Regions from separate parts of the Sus scrofa genome. Here region 1 is linked to region 2. The links are chromatin contacts, called in public HiChIP or PLAC-seq maps. All regions are on one chromosome and are shown on one strand. The core of a region is the stretch at or near the end of the contact, and the rest is flanking DNA. Distances in the headings are between cores, read along the strand shown.

Region 1 (6,374 bases), core at 1,729-4,228, 130 kb after region 2:
TTATCAGGTGAGCCCTAAATTTGATAAGTGTCCTTATAAGAGGTACACGGAAGAGGGAAATGTAGAGAGGAGAGGGCCATGTGGAGATGGCAGCAGAGGCTGGAGCTATGCAGTCTCAAGCCCAGGCACCCTGGGACCACCAGAAGCTGGAAGAGGCAAGGAAGGATTCTCCCTGCCAGAGCCTTCATGGAGAGCACAGCCCTGCCAACACCTGGGATTTGGACTTCTGGCCTCCAGAAGTGCGACAGAACACATTTCTGTTGTTTTAAGCCACTGAGTATATCGTGGTTTGTTATGGCAGTATTGTAACAGACAGGTATAGTGTCATATCTAGCCTGGATCCGGAAGTATCTGGGAACTTGTGAAAATTCAGTTTCTGGGGTCTCACCTCTGGCTCTTCTGATTCAGTCAGTCTGGGGTGGCACCAAGAAATGGAATTTTTAGTAAGGATCTCCAGGTGATTCTGCTACATCCACTACCCTCTCAGTATCAGTAGTCCTTTTAAGTTCTGGTTTTGTCCCATTTCCTTTTCTTCCCTTCCCCTGGGCATTGTCCATGTTCCTTTGTGCAGCCACTTTCTGTGTGTCAGTGTCCCATGCAGCTTAGCCTTCAGCCCAGCTTCCTTTCAGCATCAGAGTCCCTTGTGGATGCCCATTAGTTGAGTGTGCCACATGCATCTTCACAGGCGCCTCAGAAGGAGCACAGACTTCATTCTCCTCCTCCAAGACCAGGTCTCTGATCCGGTTCCCTGCCTGTTAAAGGCAATTCTAGACAATAGAACAGGTATGGAAATCTTCATTCTTCCCTTTCTCTCCTCGAATTTCCAACTAGTTGATTCTTCTACCCAGATAGCTTTCACTCCTTTCTCTTCTTGTCATCCCCACCTGTCTCCTTGCCTTCTTTCCAGACCCCTTCTGCTCCCAGAATGACCTGTCTGCAGATTTGTCAAACAATTCCTGCTTCAAATCTTTTAAGTGAAGCACCATTGTCCAGGCTGCACATTAGAATCACCTGGAGAGTTTTGTTTTTTAAAACCCCCAATACCTGGAGTTCCCCTTGTGCCTCAGTGGTAATGAACCCGACTGGTATCCATGAGGATGTGGGTTCAATCCCTGGCCTCGCTCAGTGGGTAAGGGACCCAGCGTAGGTATAAGTCGCAGATGCGGCTTGGATATGGCATTGTTGTGGCTGTGGTGTAGGTCAGCAGCTGCAGCTCCAGTTCAACCCCTAGCCTGGGAACTTCCATACGCCATAGGTGTGGCCCTAAAAAAAGAAAAAGAAAGAAAAAGAAAGGAAGAAAGAAAGAAAGAAATCCCAATGCCTAGAAAAACCAAGATCAAATAAATCAGAATCTTGAGTTGGAGCCTGAGTATTGTTGTTGTTATTTACTCCAAGATCCTCTAAGTGATTCCAATATTCAGGTAAGGGTTGAGAGCTACCAGGCTAGAGGTTCAAGTCCTCTATGTCATCATGATGCTCTCTTCATGACTGGGTCCCTGCCAGTCTCTCCCTCCATCTCCCATCTGGCCCTGCCCACGCCCGCCCCGAGCAGCAGACTTTCCACCTCTTGGCCATTCCTCAAAGGTGTCATTTCATTTCCTGCCTCCTTGCCTCTGCTTGACCTCTCCCTAGAATAGAATGCCTTTTTTCCTCTCGAATACCTCGCCTTCCCTGACTCTCCGCCCCCAAACTCCAAGTCCTGGGCATGCTCACTAGAGCACTTTCTTCATCATGGAGGAGCTATTTGTCTGCATGTCTGTCTCCTCCATTGGACTGTGGAGGTTGCTGAAAAGGGAAAGAAATAAAAAGGGAAAGGATTAAACAAGCCCAAGAGTATGAAATCATTTTTCTATTTCTCTGAATTATTGTACCATGCCATCTGATAGCTCATCAGACACTTGTTAAGAAAGCAAAACTCGGGGAGTTCCCGTCGTGGCGCAGTGGTTAACGAATCCGACTAGGAACCATGAGGTTGCAAGTTCGGTCCCTGCCCTTGCTCAGTGGGTTAACGATCCGGCGTTGCCGTGAGCTGTGGTGTAGGTTGCAGACGCGGCTCGGATCCCACGTTGCTGTGGCTCTGGCGTAGGCCAGTGGCTACAGCTCCAATTCAACCCCTAGCCTGGGAACCTCCATATGCCGCGGGAGCGGCCCAAGAAATAGCAACAACAACAACAACAACAAAAAGACAAAAGACAAAAAAAAAAAAAAAAAAAAAGAAAGCAAAACTCTACTTGGTTTTAATGAATATAATGAAGTTGTACTAGCAGTAGTATATGTTACAGTATTAATTGAACACTTGCTGCCAAGGTCTCTATAGTCATTGCCTTATTTAACTATCACAGCAATCAACTCAGGTATCATTCCCACTTTACAGAATGAAGTCCACAAAATTCTGTGTGGTCAGGAAATGCACAATGGCAGAAAATATGAAATAGAATGCATAGACCACCTGGTTAGCAGTATGCCGATGTGATATAGGCTGATTGGGAGAAAAAATCATTCTTATTGTTAAAAATAGCTAATGATATGTAGTTTTTTGAGTGGCAGATACACATTTGACACTGAATTTGGCATAAAACATACACAACCATTGAACATCAATCAAACGATGAGATAATGGAGTTCCTGCCATGGCTCAGTAGGTTGCAAACCCAGCTAGTATCCATGGACGATGCAGGTTCGATCCCTGGCATTGCTCAGTGGGTTAAGGATCCTGCATTGCCATGAGCTGTGGTGTAGGCCGGAAGCTGTGGCTCCGATTCGACCCCTAGCCTTGGAACTTCCATATACCATGGATGCTGCCCTACCTAAAAAGGAAAACAAAAAAGAATCTGATGGCAGTGGCTTGGGTTGCTGCAGAGGCATAGGTTTGATCCCTGGCCTGGTACAGGAAGTTAAGAGGATCCAGCATTACCAACAGCTGTGGCATAGATTGCAGCAGTGACTTGAATTCAATCCCTGGCCCAGGAACTTCCATATGCCACGAGTCCAGTTATGAAATTAAAAAAAAAAAAAAGATGGTGACTTGTATTTACTGACATTTGGAACTATGTGAGTAGAGTCTTTCTCTAAAGTATGCTAGAAGGAGTTTGTGACTCAAAGTCACAAGATCAGTGTTGAAAACCAAACCTTGCCAATTATAAGCCATGTGGTATTGGGATTCTGGCTTAATTTTTCTGAGATTTAGTGCCTTCATCTTTGAAATAGAAATATTGTTGCACAGCCCACAGGGGTGTTGTGAGCAAGAAGAGAAGATGGTGTGTATGAAAGTGATTTATAAGTGGTTTATAAGGGCTAAACAGGAATAAGGTGAGGTGTTCAGGTCTTTATTCTATGTTTAGGTCCAGAGAGTTGGCATTTGGGAAGAGTTGGGATGGGAAAGGCCCTGTTTTTCAGCCTGAGCAGATACGGGCCCTGGAACTATTGCAGGCTGGCTGAATTCCCTAGTGGGGCAGGGTCTGGGTATGCTGGGAAGGGAGCCGCTGAAAGACAAGTGATCTGAATTAGTTAGGATGAGGGGATGAGATGAGTGGTTGGAAAATTAGTCTTGCTGTGCTTATTGATACAATGGAGCTAGAGAATGTAATGGCCAGGGTTTTTTGCATTGAGCCACCTGTAACCGAGCACCAGCCGTGGGACCACAGATCTGCTCCAGCAGCTTGACATCTTGTTCTTTTACTTAGAGGTTATTCCCCAAAATATCACTCCCAGCAGCTCTGCAGTTTTGGAGTCTCAGTGCAAGAGCTCACTTATCCCAAGGTCTGTTCCCATTCCAAACCTGTTAATGTATTAACATGTTGGAGCTTCTTCTCATAGGGTCAATAATGTGGCTTCAACCTCCTTCCTCTTTAAAGGTGAACTGAGGCTTTATCTTTTTTATTCTAATAGACTGAAGACTACTTTCTAAGTCATTGTCGGTATAACAGTCCTGATCTCGAAATGCTCTCCAGAGGTGAGCCTAGGAAACAGCCATCACCACCCTACACTTACCTGAATGTTTCTGCAGCAGGAGTCAGCTTATCATGTTTAAAGAATCAGTAGGTACATTTTAAGATGGAATTATCATTCTAACATACTCCAACAGATTAGAGATAATGGGCCAAATGAACACAATTCAGTTTAACTAGAATGAGTGAATTTTTTATTTTCAGTTAAAAAAAACAAAATTCAGCCTTGGAAGTTGGGAAGTCAAGGAGGACGAAGAACACAAGGGAAGAATGCAGAATTCCATGCTCCCTCCCACCACCCCCCCACACACAGTCTGTATATTAATCAGTTGTTGCACACTTACTGTTTGTTGTGCACTTGCACGACCTGGGCGCTCCTATTTTCTCATTTAATCCTCCAAGCACCCCATGAGGTGTGGTGTGTCTGATTTGCTTCATTTTAAATGTGGACAGACTGAGGCTTGGGGAGCTCAAGTACTTTCTAAGATCACGCTATTAGCGATTGGGTCCCAGAAACTGCCAGTTGAGGAGTATGGTGTGTTGTAAGGTGCACAGGGCCAGAAGTCTAGAAACCTGTTTTGGTCACACAATGAGACCTTAGGCAAGTCATCCTGCTTCTCTGTGCCTCCGTTTGTTCACATTGAAAACGAGGGAGTTGGTCTAAACGGTGTAAATTTCCTTGTCTACAAAATTCTCTTTGCTGGGGTGTAGTTGAAGGAATGGGAGATGTTTACGCCCAGGAAAGGGCCCTTGCAGAGTAAACCTTCCAAGGGCTGTCACGTGGCAGTGGTTACCGTTGAGGGCTCCTCAGCAGGATTGCTCCTCTAAGGAGGAAATTCCCACACGGGGTGGAATGGTCCCCACCCCTGGTCTGAAGAATCTCTAGAATCCCTTTGTGGCAAATTAAGGAGTTAAAAGACATGCTCCACTGAGAAGCTTGCTCTCTTTGCTTTTTGGTTATCTTTTTTTTTTTTTTTTTTTTTTTTTTTTTGCTATTTTGAAGTGAGGGTCACTCATCTGCCCGTTTTGAGAAAGGCTTGGGGGACTGGATTCCCAGTCCCTCAGGACCTGAGAGCATTTCTTTGTGTGGACTCAGCACCATCTTGTGGACGTGGCAGTGTGCACTGGGGATGGAGTCTGGTCCTCAAACAAAGGAACCGCAGGACACACCCCTGAAAAAGCCGCTGCCAGAGAAAGGCTCTATCTGAAGGCCCTGTTTTTAAGAGGGGCTCTCCGAGTTAGGATCTGCCTTGGGGAATTTACTTCCATAACTTACCCTATTATTATACCCCTGACACTTAGAAGAGCAGAGTGGGGCTCAGTGATAGAGTGAGCCGGACCTTCCCGGAGTTGTGGTACAGCATCTGGGGTCCTGTTTCCTAGGGAGAGCATCAGTACTGAGGCCTTCCCAAGAGGGAGCCCTGGGTCCCTTCCCCTCTGGCCTCCCTCCCCCAGTCTGCTGCATCAAGCCCCACCTCTCCTGGTCCAGGACTCTGCCCTGTCTCCTCTTCTTCTTGCTGTGATTGAACGCCACTCAGAGCATCACTAGCCTTATTGGGCTTGAAGACCCCCTTCCCAGCGAGGTGAGGATGGAATAGATTGAAGGTGTGAAGGAAACAGAGCACTCAGGCTGGAAAATGTTTTGCCTTCCCCCACCCTGTCTCCTGACACTGGGGAGGCCAACCACCTCGATGTTTTGACTATTTCTGTATGTGAAGACACTGAGTAAGAATCTTATCCATGCTGAGATAAGAGTCCGAGGGTAGTCTTGCTCAGTGCCTTTATTAGACTGGAAGGAGCAACCTGTGAACCTCGAGAGGTCACTGGAGGGGTAGAAGCCCCCTCTGGTTGTTCAGAGCCCTAGCCTCCTTTTCTCTGCTTATTCTTCACAGCAGTATTGGTAGAGCACTGGGGATTATTTTTAACAGGCATGGAGGGCTCCCCAAACAAGAATCACTGGGTTTGCATCCATCAATATACAGTTATTGGCTTAATTATATTGTGGTGCGTGTACTTTGTATTTTTTTTTTTGCATGTATTCTTTAAAAGCGAGTATTTGTTCTTTCCATTACATTACCTATATTAACATTCTCCAAAGACCTTAATATAGGAAAACTTGGTGTAGTACCCACAGTCCCTTGCTTTGCTAAACAGTTATTTTTGCACTTACCTTCCACAAATATGTTCTGGCTAACTTCCCTTGTCCTGGGGTTGGCTTGGCCTGAGCCCGGTAGCTCCTGACTGTCCAGCCCACCGGACCTAAGTCGCCCAGGCTCCCGGGATGCCCTCGAAGCCAGAGATTCTCCAGGCCACTCATCTCTCCCCTGCAGCCCCAGGGAAATCCCCACTTCCAAATGACCCCTGCTTCCAACGCCCTTTCAACCAACAAGCATTAAGTTGGTTTCTGTTATCATAATGAGACGGGCT
Region 2 (6,501 bases), core at 615-3,114:
CCTCACTCAACCCGAAAAGCAGGGTATATGGGAAGGATCCCAGGACAAAATATTTAATGACCAGACCTCAGCTGGCTTTAGGACTAGGGGAAAGGTGCTGTGCTGGTGGTGTGCTTGCAGCCTTTAGTTTCTGGGCTAGAGCATCCAGAGTGGCGGGAGAGCACAGGGTGGGATGAAGGGAGGGCAGCTCAGGGAAGTGGCTTTGCTCCACCGGGCACAGCAGAGCATTAGCGTGTTAACAACTGGCACAGCCCTGCCATTGCTCACTGGATATCTGCCCTTTGAACAGTGACCTGGCTGGACTACTAGGCCTCTGAGCTGGCCGGACATAGGGCAGCCTCAGAACTCTGTGGGTGGTACCATGCTTCAGCCCAGGCAGCTCACAGCTTCTGCCCCCCTTTCTCTTGTTGGACTTCAGATTCCCAGGTGTGAGAATGGGTCTGTCCCTAGACCAGTCAGTGGTTGCTGGCAGGCACCTGGGCACCAGGAGGCCTCTGGAGGCCACTTAGTTGTTCCCAGGGACGGGACCCATGGGGTGGGGCCACTGGGCAGCTCACAGCCATCCCTGGGGTACTCTGCAGCTTGTCTGCCCGGCATCGTTCTCTCTTCCCTCCACTCACCACCAGCTCTCAGGGCACCGAGTCTCACTCCTTCCTGTATCACTGTGCCCAGCCCGAGCCCACATGTAATCGTTGTTGGACTGGGTCCATTGCAGAATGAACTCAGGACCTCAGTGAGAATCACAGGTCATCATTGCTTTGTGTATCTATTGTAGTAGATTTGAACCTCAGCGGTGAAATCGTCTAAAGCCGTGGTCACCTATTTGATGGAAGGCAAATCCCTTCACCTCTCTGAGCCTCAGTGTTTTGTTCTGGAGCAGGGGATAGTAATACTTCCCTAAAATATCCCTCTGAAATCCAACTAAGGTGATGGGGTAAAGCTCTGAGCCTGATCTCCACTGAAAACTTGATAAGTGGTGTTTTATTTATCACCACAGCCTGGAGTCTTCCAGGCCCAGACTCTTCCTCTCTCAGTTGTGGTCATAAAGCCAGGCCAGCTCCCAGGGCCGCTGTTCTGCCCCAGCAATGGCAGGGCCCTGTTTCTGGAACTCCCACTTGAGGGGCGAATGTCCTGGGGACCAGCTGCTCTGGCCACCTCTGTCCTCATTTCCCTTCGCCTTGATCTTTTGGCCTAGTTCTGTGTTATTCAGCGTTCTGTATTTTTAGAAGCTACTTTCAGGCCTTTATAGAAAATGGGTGGGGTATGCATGTTTAATTAATTAATGGCATTTAATGAATTCCAGCTTTAAAAACAATCGAAGTTGACTTGTCACTATAAGCACACATTTCTGGGTAAGAGTGAACAGGACTCCCAGCAAAGGGGACCCACTTTGGGCCTCTGAATCTCCTGTGACTGTGGGATTTGGGTCACCAGCTATGCCTGCTGCCTTCGCAGGTGCCAGTTCAGCCTCACGAGGCTTCATAAATTGTGGCCTCTTTGAAGGCTGTATGTCCTGAAGTGTGCCCATGACTCCTGCCTGCCTTGTGAAGGAGCCTGTCTGGGCCAGCAAGGGTGGGGGTTTGCAAGAAGCAGAATCAGTATAGCCAGACGCCCTGCTGTTTCCCTTCACAGGGACGCCTTCCATGACTCTCAACGTCTTTGTAGGGGAAGCTGCCTCTGTGTAGCTGTGGGGCTCAGGAACATGGTCTTGCTGTGAGACAGAGGTTGATTTGACAGTTCAGCATGTATGTAGATGGCAGGTGAAGCTGAGGCTTGCATAGTAACACACACACATAGCCTGTGGAGCGAGGGAAGGGCCAGAAACAGTCCTATGAGAGCCGCAACCAGTTATAGCCCAGAGAGAAAGGAGGGGCCCAGGAGGAGATGGTGAATTTGCAAAGAGGAAGAAGGCAGGAGGGTTTCAGGAAGGGGAAGGAAGGCGGGTAATCACGTCAAATAGAGCAAAAAAAAAAAAACTAGGAACCTAAAGACTAAAGAAAGTATATTATCTTTTTTGTTTATAAAAATATAATACATTCTTGAATTAACGTAAATGGTAAAAACTTATTCCAGTGTCCAGTCACATAAAGTTTTTAAACTTTTTTCTGATAAAAGTGTCACTAGTCTTTTGCTATTTTTTTAGGGCCGCACCGGTGGCATTTGAAGGCTCCCAGTCTAGGGGACTAATTGGAGCTACAGCTGCCGGCCTACACCATAGCCACAGCCACAGCCACATCAGATCGGAGCCTCATCTGTGACCTACACCACAGCTCACAGCAATGCCAGATCCCCAACCCACTGGGCAAGGCCAGGGATTGAACCCACAACCTCATGGTTCCTAGTCAGATTTGTTTCCGCTGCTCCAAGACAGGAATTCCCAGGGTCACTAGTCTTATACCTCTTCTCGGCTTGTTTCAGTGTTCTGTGCAGAATTCAGTAGTTGCTTTGATTGTGACCAAAGCACAATGTTTTCTTATAGGCGTGTAGATTAGCCTTCTGTCCCAAACTTTGTGGCATAAATGGGTATAAAAAATGTAAATAAAATGCATATAGAAATGTAAATAAGAGCTCTGCAGTGAATTGTTTGAAGGCCTAAGGTAGTAGCACTGCTGGTTCTTTCAATTTCCAAAATGAAAGTAGAATTCCAAGGCGAATACATGGGTTTTTCCTGAAGAAAACTCATAATCATTTCTGTGTTAGTTAGGGTAAGGCCAGGCTGCATGCTGTTATAATAAAGAGAGCCAAGGATGCATTGCCTTGGATTACAGAGGTTTATCTCTTCCTTGCATGAAGGTCTGAATGAGTGTTCCAGGTTGTATGACTTGGTTCCACCTGGTCATTCAGGGTCCCGGGTTCTTTCCAGGTTGTTTCCACCATGCCCTAGGGATGTCTATGTGACTGAACCTTGGTTGCAGCTGTGCCTGAGCAGTGGCCAGAGGGAAGGAAGAGAGTGTGGAGGGGGCATGTCCATGATCTGAAAGCCTAACATCCTTCCATTCCATTAGTGAATACTTAGTCACATGGCCCCCTGAACCAGGACCTCAGAAATGGGATCTAACCAAGTTCCCAAGAAGAGAAGAATAGATTTTAGTGTATAACTGTTGAAGAAAAACCAGAGCCAGACAGTAGACAAAGCAGTAAAAACAGTAGGGGTAGAATTGGGCTCAATTCCAAATGCAGAATGAACAAATGGGGCCTTACAGCCAAGGAGCAGGGTGTGGGGGGGTGGTCAATGGATGGAGAATTACTCAGAGGAGATATCAGGGGTGAGGGGTTCTGGCTAAACTGACTCCACAGGCATCTTGCTGAAGGCAGACTAGGGTGATCAGATACCATGGGGGTGGGAAGTTCAGGGATCTGGTCAAATATCAAGAGTGGGAGAGTCTGGTTAAACTGACTTAGCAGGATTTTTGCTAAAACTGGGATATGCAAAGATATACATAAATCCAAAGACCATGAAAGTCCAGGATTTCCCCTAGTGGCACAGTGGAAACGAATCAACTAGGAACCATGAGGTTGCAGGTTCGAACCCTGGCCTCGCTCAGTGGGTTAAGGACCTGGCGTTGCTATGGCTGTGGCGTAGGCTGGCAGCTGTAGCTCGGATTAGACCCCTAGCCTGGGAATCTCCATATGCCACCGGTGCAGCCCTAAGAGGACAAAAAAAAAAAAAAAAGACGCGAAAAAAAACAAAGACCATGAAAGTCCAAAGGTTAAGGCCTTGTTCCGAAGAGGGTTCAGAGGAGACTAAAGTTTGGTCAAAGAGGTTCACAAGTAATAGTTTCACTCTCGGTGGCATTTATTTATTTATTTATTGGCCACCCCGCAGCACATGAAGTTCTCAGGCCAGAGACTGAATCTGAGCCACAGTTGCAACCTACACTGCAGCAGTAGCAACACTGCATCCTTTTAACCCACTGTGCTGGGCCAGGGATCGAACCTGTGTCCTGGTTCTGCAGAGACACCAGCAATCCCATTGTGCCACAGCAGGAACTCTTGGCCTTTACTTATTTTGCTTTTTAGGGCCAGACGTGCAGCATTTGGAAGTTCCTGGGCTAGGGGTCTAGTCAGAGCTGCAGCTGCTGGCCTACGCCACAGCCACAGCCACGTGGGCTCCAAGCCTGTCTGTGAACTGTACCACAGCTCATGGCAATGACCGATCCTTAACCCACTGAGCGAGGCCAGGGATTGAATCCGCATCTTCATGGATACTTAGTCGGGTTTGTTAGTGGTAACCCACAACCGGAACTCCACCTGGCCTTTATTTTTAATATTTACATCAAAATCTGACTCTTTTAATAAACACAGTTGGAACTTGCCATATTCATTACTGCAAACTATAGAAGGCATGAACTTTACATGGAGCATCTAAGGATGGGGTACTTCACAGTGGGATTCATTCACATGTGTTTTGGGGGTCTCTGCCACATGCTAGGTAGGTGCCCTCTCAGCTCCAGAGATAGCGGCAGGACCTGGTCATTCAGATCCAAGAGAGGCTCCCTGAGTCAGGTTACCTGATCTTCTTCCTGTACAAAAGACCCAGTCATTTGTGATCTCTACCATAAGTGAAGAGATAGAAGATAAATCTTCATCTTTCCATATCAAAAACAAGTTCCCATGAATACAGTTAGATAGTAATGCATCCTTAAGCAGTCGGATGCCCTGAAAACCTAGGACATCACAGCAAATATTCTCAGTAGTGAAATTTCATTTCTAAAATTGGCAGCAAAGCTTTCTCAGATCCTCAGAAATCACCAACCTGAAATAATGGCCTGGAGCAGAACATTTGACTCCCGTTGATGGATAGCCTTTGTTTATGTGGATTTGTTTTGGCAGCCTCATTATCAGTCTGGACATTTTATTTCCCAGTTTGCAGATATTTATGTATTTTAGCTTCAGGAAAAATAACATCCCCTCTGTTTTTATGGAAAGCCATAATGTCCTACAGCAATCCAGGGTGATTTATTGGACTCCACTGCATGACAGGATTAGCATTCTCTAATTTTAAAACATATTTTTAATGGAATTTTTTTTAGCTTTATGTATTTTGAAAGATAATAAATCTATTTTGGCAGCCATTCTAAAAGCATTGCCACAGTTAATTAGGCTTTCAGACAGCAGGGGTCTGCCATTAAACAATTTATCTTTGCTTCTTTTCATGCTGATTTAGTTTAGTTGGGAACTGCTCTATCTATCTACCTCTATTCAGATGGAAAATGTGTAAACATTTATAGGCCATTTCATTATTCAGTGAAAAGGTGTGTATATTGATAGGTCATTTCATTATTCAGAGAAAATGCGTATATATTCATAGGTCATTTCATTTTTCAGGGAAATTGTGTATTAGTGACAAAAAGGATAAATCTCGATTCACCATGTGTGCTTCATGGCAGAAATACAAATAATGTCAGATCACATAAATAACCTGTTTTTTCACTATTCATTACCACCACACAGGCAATGAAATACCTATGTGCAAAATGTATAGTGAGTTATAGAGATCTGGGTTATCTTAATCAGTTTACTTTCTTCTCAGGAGATTTCCAGGGGGTCACATCAGTTAAAGATTAAGGGTTATCCCTGTGAAGGCTGGGCTGGGTTTTCTAGGAGGAAGAGGCAGCATGTGGAACATCTTGGAAGCACAAAAGAACAGGTGTGCTGGACCACAGAGGTGGATATTGCGTGTGGCCAGAGTGCAGCGTTAGGGAGTCCTGGGCCTCCGAGTGAGGTGGGGCCAGAATAGACTGCCAGTTGTGTGTGGCTCCTTGGGAAGGTAGCACTGTGGAAAGGCAGTGACAGTCGGGGTTGCCTTTTATGTAGATCTCCCTGGCCGTGGAGAAGGCAAGGTTAGCCAGCAGGCAGACAGGGAGCACCCATGCCATCCAGACAAAAGCTGCCTGAGCCAGAACCTGCCCAGAGATGCAGGGATGCAGGAGAGAGGGGCAGGAAAGCCCAGGAGGGCACATGTGCAGGGCCAGGGGTCAGAGAGATCCCCTAGCCTAGCTAGGCTTGGCTGCCTGGAGGGGGTCAGTGGCCTCCTGGAGAAGAAGACAGGAGCGGCAAGGGCTGGGGAAGAGGGCAGGGGCTCGGGCCAGCCCTGCATGGTAGGGATTTCACATGTAGGGGTCAGTGGTTGAGCAATCATGAAGTTGGATTGTACTTACTTGGGGTCGTACTGGCTGAAGCTGAAACTGTTATGGACGGCTTTGGAGCACGCTGACCACTAATTCTCCGTGTCGTCTCTTTAGGAAACCGTATCACCCCAAACTGGAGGCTTTCGTTAGTCACATGGCCAAAGGATCTGGAGCCTCTCTCGAAAGCCCCTTGCACTCACTGCCTCTTTACCCCAGTCACCCGCTGTGTGAGATGGGAGAGCTCACGCAGACAGGTACGTGCAATGCCATGCCCCTGCTTCCTCTGCCCCCCGCTCCTTCACTTGGCGGATGTGTGCAGCAAGGAGCCGTGGCCACAGGGGTGAGTCCTGACCAGCATCTTCAGCCTCAA

What was found. HiChIP or PLAC-seq counts read pairs in DNA pulled down with a chosen protein or histone mark.
Region 1: a contact with region 2 is called in an H3K27ac HiChIP or PLAC-seq map of alveolar macrophages. The contact joins two enhancer-like sites. A contact is called at or near these places in 1 of 47 Hi-C or Micro-C datasets (subcutaneous adipose tissue) and 1 of 2 datasets of contacts at active chromatin or transcription factors (alveolar macrophages).

What each region holds. Positions count from the first base shown.
Region 1 is chr13:82,160,068-82,166,441 of Sscrofa11.1, forward strand. It overlaps a transcript of ZBTB38 not described here. Among named protein-coding and RNA genes, the nearest start is that of ZBTB38, 25 kb to the right of the region's middle. Within about 2 kb of position 2,979, at least 6 of the 83 cell types and tissues checked have an H3K27ac peak or open chromatin away from gene starts, as enhancers often do. A contact at or near this core is called in alveolar macrophages, where this site is marked.
Region 2 is chr13:82,031,102-82,037,602 of Sscrofa11.1, forward strand. PXYLP1 (2-phosphoxylose phosphatase 1) reads left to right here. Exons shown (of 7, transcript XM_013982091.2): 6 at 6,246-6,385. Among named protein-coding and RNA genes, the nearest start is that of PXYLP1, 83 kb to the left of the region's middle. Within about 2 kb of position 1,865, at least 5 of the 83 cell types and tissues checked have an H3K27ac peak or open chromatin away from gene starts, as enhancers often do. A contact at or near this core is called in alveolar macrophages, where this site is marked.